Regions from separate parts of the Mus musculus genome. Here region 2 is linked to region 1. Evidence: chromatin contacts called from public HiChIP or PLAC-seq data. All regions are on one chromosome and are shown on one strand. The core of a region is the stretch at or near the end of the contact, and the rest is flanking DNA. Distances in the headings are between cores, read along the strand shown. Region 1 holds the start of C430042M11Rik (RIKEN cDNA C430042M11 gene). Region 2 overlaps Gm35551 (a long non-coding RNA gene).

What was found. HiChIP or PLAC-seq counts read pairs in DNA pulled down with a chosen protein or histone mark.
Region 2: a FOXA1 HiChIP or PLAC-seq map of pancreatic cancer cells shows a contact between it and region 1. The contact joins the enhancer-like site here to the promoter of C430042M11Rik in region 1. A contact is called at or near these places in 1 of 15 datasets of contacts at CTCF or cohesin (the NIH/3T3 cell line), 8 of 115 datasets of contacts at active chromatin or transcription factors (bone marrow-derived macrophages, embryonic limb bud, embryonic stem cells and 5 more) and 1 of 9 other capture datasets (liver).

The regions. Positions count from the first base shown.
Region 1 is chr17:83,852,473-83,856,734 of GRCm38.p6, reverse strand. It overlaps C430042M11Rik (RIKEN cDNA C430042M11 gene), which reads left to right and starts at 2,317. Exons shown (of 2, transcript NR_155491.1): 1 at 2,317-2,519; 2 at 3,761-4,262.
Region 2 is chr17:84,067,954-84,071,992 of GRCm38.p6, reverse strand. All of the region lies in intron 1 of Gm35551 (a long non-coding RNA gene), which reads left to right. Among named protein-coding and RNA genes, the nearest start is that of 4933433H22Rik, 8.7 kb to the left of the region's middle. Within about 2 kb of position 1,257, at least 25 of the 459 cell types and tissues checked have an H3K27ac peak or open chromatin away from gene starts, as enhancers often do. A contact at or near this core is called in the NIH/3T3 cell line and pancreatic cancer cells, where this site is marked.

The sequences.
Region 1 (4,262 bases), core at 1,068-3,567:
GTATGCAGAAGAAACTATGTTGCCAGGGAAAAACAGAAAGTAGATTTAAGGGTGCTGAGCATTTTTTGTTCAGTGTCGTCTTTAAATTTCTTCTGTTCATTTAGATTCTTTGATGTGTCTGGGTCTTTTCCTCGGATTTATGTGAAATTCTTTTAGTATTACTTACTAGTAGAATATATGGTGGGTGTGTGGGGGTATGTGGTGTGTGTGTGTGTGTGTGTGTGTGAGAGAGAGAGAGAGAGAGAGAGAGAGAGAGAGAGAGAGGGAGGGAGAGAGAGAGAGAGACTAAATAACTTTGGGCATCTCATAGATATTCTCAGTTTTCTTCATTGTAGGTAACAAATATAAATTCATCCACAACACTTGAGCCACAAAAAAATGTCAGTGTTGACACTCCTCAGGGTGCCTTGGACCCCAGGATTCCACACACATTTACTCTTATCAAGATCATTTGGAACCATGTCATGAAGAGTCAGGAATGATAGAATATGGGGGTGGGGGATGTTCTGGAGCGATGGCTCAGTGGTTGAACACACTTGCTGTTCTAGTAGAGGATCAGGGTTCAGTTCCCAGCACCATGATGGCTCACAACCATCTGCAACTCCAGTCCCAAGGGATTTGATGAGGAAACTGGGCAGGCAAGTAGTGTACATCCATGCATGAAGGCAAAACACTTACATATAAGATAGATAGATAGATAGATAGATAGATAGATAGATAGATAGATAGATAGATAGATAATAGATAGATAGATAGATAGATAGATAGATAATAGATAGATGATAGATAGATGATAGGTAGATAGATAATAGATAGATGGATAGATAGATGGATAAATAGATGGATGAATAGTTAGATAATAGATAGATAGATAGATAGATAGATAGATGATAGATAGATAGATAGATAGATAGATAGTAGATAGATAGATAGATGATGATGATGATAGATAGATAGATAGATAGATAGATGATAGATAGATAGATAGATAGATAGATAGATAGATAGATGGTAGATAGATAGATAGATGATAGATGATGATGATGATAGATAGATAGATAGATAGATAGATAGATAGATAGATAGATAGATAAATCGATCGATAGATAGTGTCCCCTATCACTCTTGACAGGATGTTTCTGGTCTATACTATTGCTTTGCTTTGAAATAAAACTCCTTTGCTTCTTTGCAATTTGTTTCTGCCTTTATTTTAGTTTTCTTGAATAAAAGTCTGGGAACCTGGAAACACCAGATCCAAGCAACGTCTGCTGGTTACTACTGGTTTTGTCCCAGTAATGGGTGCAAGTATGGACATTTGAGCCTCTCGTGGCCAGCACACACATCTGGTTCTCCCTTCATGGCAGTTTGATCTCCCAGAAACATGGGGAGAATTGCCTAAGTCTTTTGAGGTTTGGTCTTTTGCTGTGTATTGTAGGGCTAAGTGCAAGCCCCTAAGACCTGGTTCCCTGAGAGAAAGTCTGAGTGTAGACCCAGTGACTTTGCACCCAAGTTATTTCTCATTGGTAAATAAAGATGCTGACAACCAATAGTTGGACAGAAGAGACATAGGTGGGGTTTAGGATTCCAGGACTGGGGGTCTGAGGAAAACCATGAGGGAGAAGAAGGTGAAGGAGGGAGAGAGAAGCCATGGGTTCTCGAGGGAGAACCTGAGGGCTGACCAATTGGAGTTAAGAGCAGCATAGATGAAACATAGTAAATAATAACTTGGGGTTATTGATAGGAAGGTAGATTCTAATAGCATAGAGGGTAGGTATCTGCCCAGCTCTTGTGCTGATTAAGGCTTATTGTAAATATAAAGGTTGTGTGTCTTTTATCCAGGAACTGAATGATCAAGGTGATAGAGAAACCCCAGATTGGGATTAAAAAATTTCAACAACATATGTCTGGTAGGAAGAATGGAAGGATGCTGCTAACATGACTCAACCCGCTCTGCAGCCCCCACAGCAGAGCAAGCAAGCACCTGCAGCACTGGAGACAGGGCGTGGTCCTAAGGAAACGCTACGTGTAACCAGCTGTCCTCAGCCACCAGGAATAGGACGTGTGTTAGTCACTTTTCTCCTCGCTGTCACACAAAACCTGACATGAGCAACATTCAGGCTGGGTCTCCTCAGTTACACCTCCTGCAAATATCCTTTAGCTACTGTGGTGGTCTGAATGAAGATGGCCCACATAGGCCCATACGGAGTGCCACTAAAGAGGTGTGGCCTTGTTGGAGTGGGTGTGGCTTTGCTGGAGGATGCGCGTCACTAGGGGGCGGGTCTGAGGAGCTCAAGCTGGGGCTTAGTGGCTCAAGGTCTCTTCCTGATGCCTTCGGATCTGGATATAGAATGCTCTCCTCCTCTCAAGCACCAGGTCTGCCTACACACGGCTGTGCTTCCCACCATGATGATAATGAACTAAACCCCTGAAACTAAGCCAGCCCAGAGTATGTTTTCCATCATGAGAGCTGCCATGGTCATGGGGTCTCTTCACAGCAAGAGAACCCCTGACTCAGACAGGTATCTTGTTATATGAGCCTTTAACTTTCCCCTTAGCTGAACGGGTTTTCTTTGCTTGTTTTTCTGTCTTGTTTCATTTTTATATTCCTAAGATTTATTTAGTTATGAGCGTTTGCTTGCATGTATGTTTTGTTCACTGTGTGTGTGTATGTGGTGCCATTAAAAGCCAGAAGAGGGCATCAGATCCACTGGAACTGGAGGTACAGGCAATTGTGAGCTGCCATGTGGATACTGGGAACCAAACCTTGGCCCTCTACAAGAGTAGCAAGTGCTCTCAGTGGCTGAGCCATCTCTCTAGACGTGTGTCTTTGAATTGTTTAAATTACACTTTTATTTAGTGGGGGGAGGGGTGTACTTGCTTGTCACCTAGCATATAAATCCTCAGCATCCCATAAGCTCCCGGTTAATTGGAGTCTCCGTTACTTGCAGGTGTGAGGAGGATCTTGATAGGTTAGAGAAGAAGAAACCTATGTCTTCTACCTGAACTCTTTAAAAAAAAAAAAAAAGACAAGACCCAAGGCTGAGGAGATGGCTCAGTGGTTAGGAACACTGGCTGCTCTTCCAGTTTCAATTCCCAGCACCCACATGGCAGCTCGAAACAGTCTGTAATTCCAGGGGATCTGACACCCTCATATGGACATACATGTAGGCAAAACACCAACGAACATAAGATAAATAAGTCTTTAAAAAAAATACAGCTCTGACAACACCTGGATTTTCACCTTCGAGCCCCATTCAGGCTTCAAAACTAAAGATGATAGATTGGTGTATGTGGCAGGACATCGGGTTGCTTTGTCTTGTCTTGTCTCTCGGGACTGGGGATTAAATCAAAGGCATTATGAATAATAGCCAAGTGTTCTATCTCTGAGCTATATCCCCTGCCTTTTTGTTTTGTTTTGTTTTGTTTTTTGTTTTTTGAGACAGGGTTTCTCTGTGTAGCCCTGGCTGTCCTGGAACTCACTCTGTAGACCAGGCTGGCCTCAAACTCAGAAATCCGCCTGCCTCTGCCTCCCAAGTGCTAGGATTAAAGGCATCCCCTGCCATTTTAAATAAAAAATATATACATTTATCTAATTTGGTTTTTTATTTTTGCCCCACGGAGTGAGTTTGGAGGTGAGATGACGATTGTGAGGAATCAGCTCTCTCTTTCCATCACTGCGGATCCCAGGGAAGGACGTTAGGTCGTCAGCTCAGTGACAAGCGTCTGTACCTCTAATCCATCTCGACCCTGCCCTTTGCAGTAGCCATGTCTGTTTGTCAACTTGATGATACCCGGAATGAGCAATCATCCAGAAGTGGAGGACATACCTATGGGAGATGACTCCGCTGGTTTTGTAGTGGATGAATCTACTTCTAGACCAGCTTTGAGGTGAGATCTGGATCTTGAGGTGGGAAGACATACCTTTAACCTGGGCCACACCCTCTGCTGGAAGTCTATGGAAGAGGACGACATAGGAAGCTTTCGTTCTTTGCCTGCTCACCCTCGCCTCTCGAGCACATCCATCCCTTCACTGGCGTTAGCGCCGCCTACTTCTGCGGGATTCCGGCAGATACAGGAGATCAGCTGAGACATCCAGCCTTGTGGACCAAGCAACCACTGGATTCTTGGGCTTTATGTTCATGGTCAATTGTTGTTTGATTAGCTGGACAACAGCCTCTCTCTCTCTCTCTCTCTCTCTCCATATATATATGTATATATATGAGATAGATAGATAGATAGATAGATAGATAGATAGATAGATA
Region 2 (4,039 bases), core at 8-2,507, 220 kb before region 1:
TTTGTTCTCTCTGCCTCTGTCTCTGTCTCTGTCTCTGTCTCTGTCTCTGTCTCTGTCTCTGTCTCTCTGTCTCTTTCTCTTGTCTCTGTGTACGTGTATATATATGTGTGTGCATGTGTGAGTATATGTATGTATGTGAGTGTATTTGTGAGTGTGTATATGACTACATATGTGTGTGTGTGACTCTGTGTGTGTGTTTTGGGGGGCAGTATGTGCCTGTGAATATAGTGTCCTCAGAGAACAGGAGTTCAGATCCCCTGGAGCCATAGTTACAGGCAGTTGTAAGTCACACTATATGGATGCTGGAAAGTATGTCCTGGTTCTCCAAAAGAAGAATACACACACTAACCCATGAGCCATTTCTCTAGCCCACGGATAGGTTTTTGAGGCAGGGTTTCATGTAGCCCAGCTGGCCTTGTACTTACCGTGTAGCTGGCAATGCCCTTGAGCTTCTAATTCTCCTGCCTCCCAAGTGTGAGAATGGCAGGCATGGAGCACTACATCAGGTTTAAACCACAGTGGGAACGGAAGACAGGGCTTTGTGCATGCCAGGCAAGCCTTCTACCACCTGACCAGAATCCATAGTCCTGCTAGGGGGCTTGAACACTGTCCCTTGAGGCATCTGGTGAAGACAGCTCCTACTTTCCAGGTCTCAGTCGTGGAGGAAGATCTGAAGGGCTTGCTGAGTTTAGTTAGGGGACCTGCCTCACACTCTGGTGTCTTTGTCCCATCAGTAGGACACTCTGGTTACTTGGATCTGCCTAAATTTGCTGCCTACTATGCTTTGAACACACACTCTTGTCTTTCCCCCAGCAGGTCCAAGGGCGACTTCACAGTAACAGAGGAACCAGTACCTCTCTGCCCCACCCCTCCTTATACTCAGGCCTGTCCTGGTGAATCCACATTGTCACTTAGGGTATCTAAGCCAGAACTCAGGAACAACCTATGACCCAGAAGATGAAGGATAAGTTGGAGGTGGTGATGGGGGAAGGGGAGTCATTCTGAGTGATTCTCCTTTAAGCTAGAGGTTTGGGTAAATATTCATGGTTCATGAGTCTTGGAATACAATTTTTCCTTCCAGGAGAGGAAAGGGCTGGGCTGCAGCCTGTGGCTTCCAGAGTGGGAACTTGAGCTACCTGCTGGCTGTTTGCAAAATAAAGTTGAGGGTGGGAGGAATGACTCCTAATGACGTGTCCCTGTTCCGGGCCTGGCTGGGAACAGAGCTTAGAAATTTGATCAGAGGCAGAGGCAGCTAAAACATACCACAGTTCTTAGAGGACATTCTCTGGAGAACTCCCATACCCACCTTTGTGGGTTAGGGCTGGGACAGGAAGCAAGCATTCACCATGACTAGAGATCTGGCTGTCTTTGAAAAGCGTCAAGCCAGGCATGGTGATGAACGTCTTTAATCCCAGCACTTGGGAGGCAGAGGCAGGCGGATTTCTGAGTTTGAGGCCAGCCTGGTCTACAGAGTGAGTTCCAGGACAGCTAGGGCTATACAGAGAAACCCTGTCTTGAAAAAACAAAAAACAAACCAAACCAAACCAAGCCAAAACACAAAAAACAAAAAAAGCAAAAGAAGAAGAAGAAGAAGAAGAAGAAGAAGAAGAAGAAGAGGAGGAGGAGGAGGAGGAGGAGGAGGAGGAGGAGGAGGAGGAGGAGGAGGAGGAGGAGGAAGAAGAAGAAGAAGAAGAAGAAGAAGAAGAAGAAGAAGAAGAAGAAGAAGAAGAAGAAGAAGAAGAAGAAGAAGAAGAAGAAAAGAAAACGTCAAGGGCTACAGAGAAGCAAAGAGTGGTAGAGCCCTCACAAGCAATGTAGAGTCCTTCCCAGAGGCCCCACCAACTGCTGGGTGCAGTGGTCCAAGTTCCTTCTGTCTCTCTGTCAGTCTTCTTTATAGAGTTCAGACTCGGTTTTCCAATCCTCTTCCTCTCTGTGGGGGTAAGGGCATGGAGAATGGGGTACCATGGTGGGGTGGGAGGGAAATTCTTCCTATCTGAGGGAAGGTGATCTTGAGCTAAGCCCTCTCATTGGCCTCTGGCTCCTTGAAGGGAAAAGGCTCTGACGTCTAGGTCACCATCACCTCTTGGCCACTGCTAAGTTCAAGGCCAGCATCCCTCCCTCCCCCAGCCAAATGCAGAGGTGGGTAGAGCAGGGATTCTCAGCCCCATCGGTTGGAACCCTCTGAGGGTCAAATGATCCTTTCACAGATATCAGAAAACACAGACATTTATTATTTTTTTTAAAAGATTTATTTATTTATTTTATGTATGCAAGTATACTGTAGCTGTACAGATGGTTGTGAGCCTTCATGTGGTTGTTGGGAATTACATTTTAGGACCTCTGCTCGCTCCAGTCAACTCTGCTTGCTCAGTCCCTGCTCGCTCCAGGCCAAAGATTTATTTATTATTATACATAAGTACACTGTAGCTGTCTTCAGACACACCAGAAGAGGGTGTCAGATCTCATTATGGGTGGTTGTGAGCCACCGTGTGGTTGTTGGGATTTGAACTCAGGGCCTTTGGAAGAGCAGTCAGTGCTCTTAACCACTGAGCCATCTCGCCAGCCTGCAGACATTTATATTACAATTCATAACAGTAGCGAAATTTGCAGTTATGAAGTAGCAATGAAAATAATTTTATGGCTGGGTGGGGGGCAGTCACTACAAACTGAAGAACTGTATTAAAGGCTCAAAGCATTAGGAATGTTAAGAACCACTGAACTAGAGGAAAGAGCTGCCAGGGGAGACGTTTAGCTCTAGAAAGGAGAGAGCATGGAGGGACTAAATGAGGAGAGGAGAGGCTGGTGTATGAGGAAAGATGGGCTCTCCCAAGAGACAGACCTCACTCCATGGTTCACCGAGCTTCCTCAGCTAAGCTGGGTGTCAGAATCTCTGTCCGCTGGCTATGAGCCTAGTTATCTAGATCTTACTGGCCTAGACAGCATCTGTCTGAGCACTGTCTGGCCTGCAGATCCCAGAACAGGTACTGTGTCAGCGTTGGCCTGCCTGCCTTCAGCGCCTCAGAGCCATGCCAAATGTGGTACGCATATCTTTAAACGCCCCTCCGCCTTCCCCCACCCCCCGCTGCCATCATAGGTAGCCCTCACTCTGTCTCTTTCTCTGTTTCTCTGCCTGTCTCTCAGTCTGTCTGTCTGTCTTGTCCTCACTCTGAGGTGGCCTTTTGCTCCCCACCCCTCAGTAAATCTCTTGCGTGAGATCTGTTGCACGGTGTGATATGTGTAGTACATCTTGGCCCTGACCCACCAAAGTACTTCCACCATATAAACCCTACCAGTGTCCTCTGCACTGGGACAGTCTAGAGTGGGGCACAGGACTCCTGGGCAGGGCTTAGCATCCAACATCACACATTCCAACACCCTTCTCTCACTCACTGACAAGGGCAAGAGACGTTTAGGGGGAGTGCCCTGGACAGTCTCAGAATATAGAAGGAGGCCCACACACCATCCTTCCTGCTTAGACATCTCATCTCAAAAGGCAGATTGCTTCTTTCCCTGAGAAAGCTCAAATCTGACCAGTTTGACCTGTGGCACATGAGTTGTAGCCTTCTGTCCCCACAACCCTCAGTGCCACCTTGCCTACATCATATCTACCTGTCCATCCCTGCCACCACGGACAGGCGTGTGCTGGTACCTGATGCCATCTTCTGTGAGGAGAGATTTGTGGCCAGCTAGGGGACAGCATCTTCAAGCCTTGCTTCTCCCTGCAGTGCCCCTAGATCTTGTGGTGGGGAAAAGGCTATGTTCTTCCTCTTCTGATCCTTACCATGCGTGCTTTGGAGGGGCCCTCTTCATGGCTGCAGAAAGAGCTTCGAGAGACACAATAGAAAGACTAGTCCCACTTTCCACCCCCCATCTCCTGACTCTGGTGTCCCTGTGTTGCTCCAGGTGGGGGCAAGCGCTGACTCATTCCTGTCCTGGAAGAAAGTTGACCTTGTACATGCTGGGAGCCTCCACTGCCCAAACTTCACAGGTTAGAGGTAACCAGGGAGGGCGCTATGTATCACTTTGTTTCCCAGATACT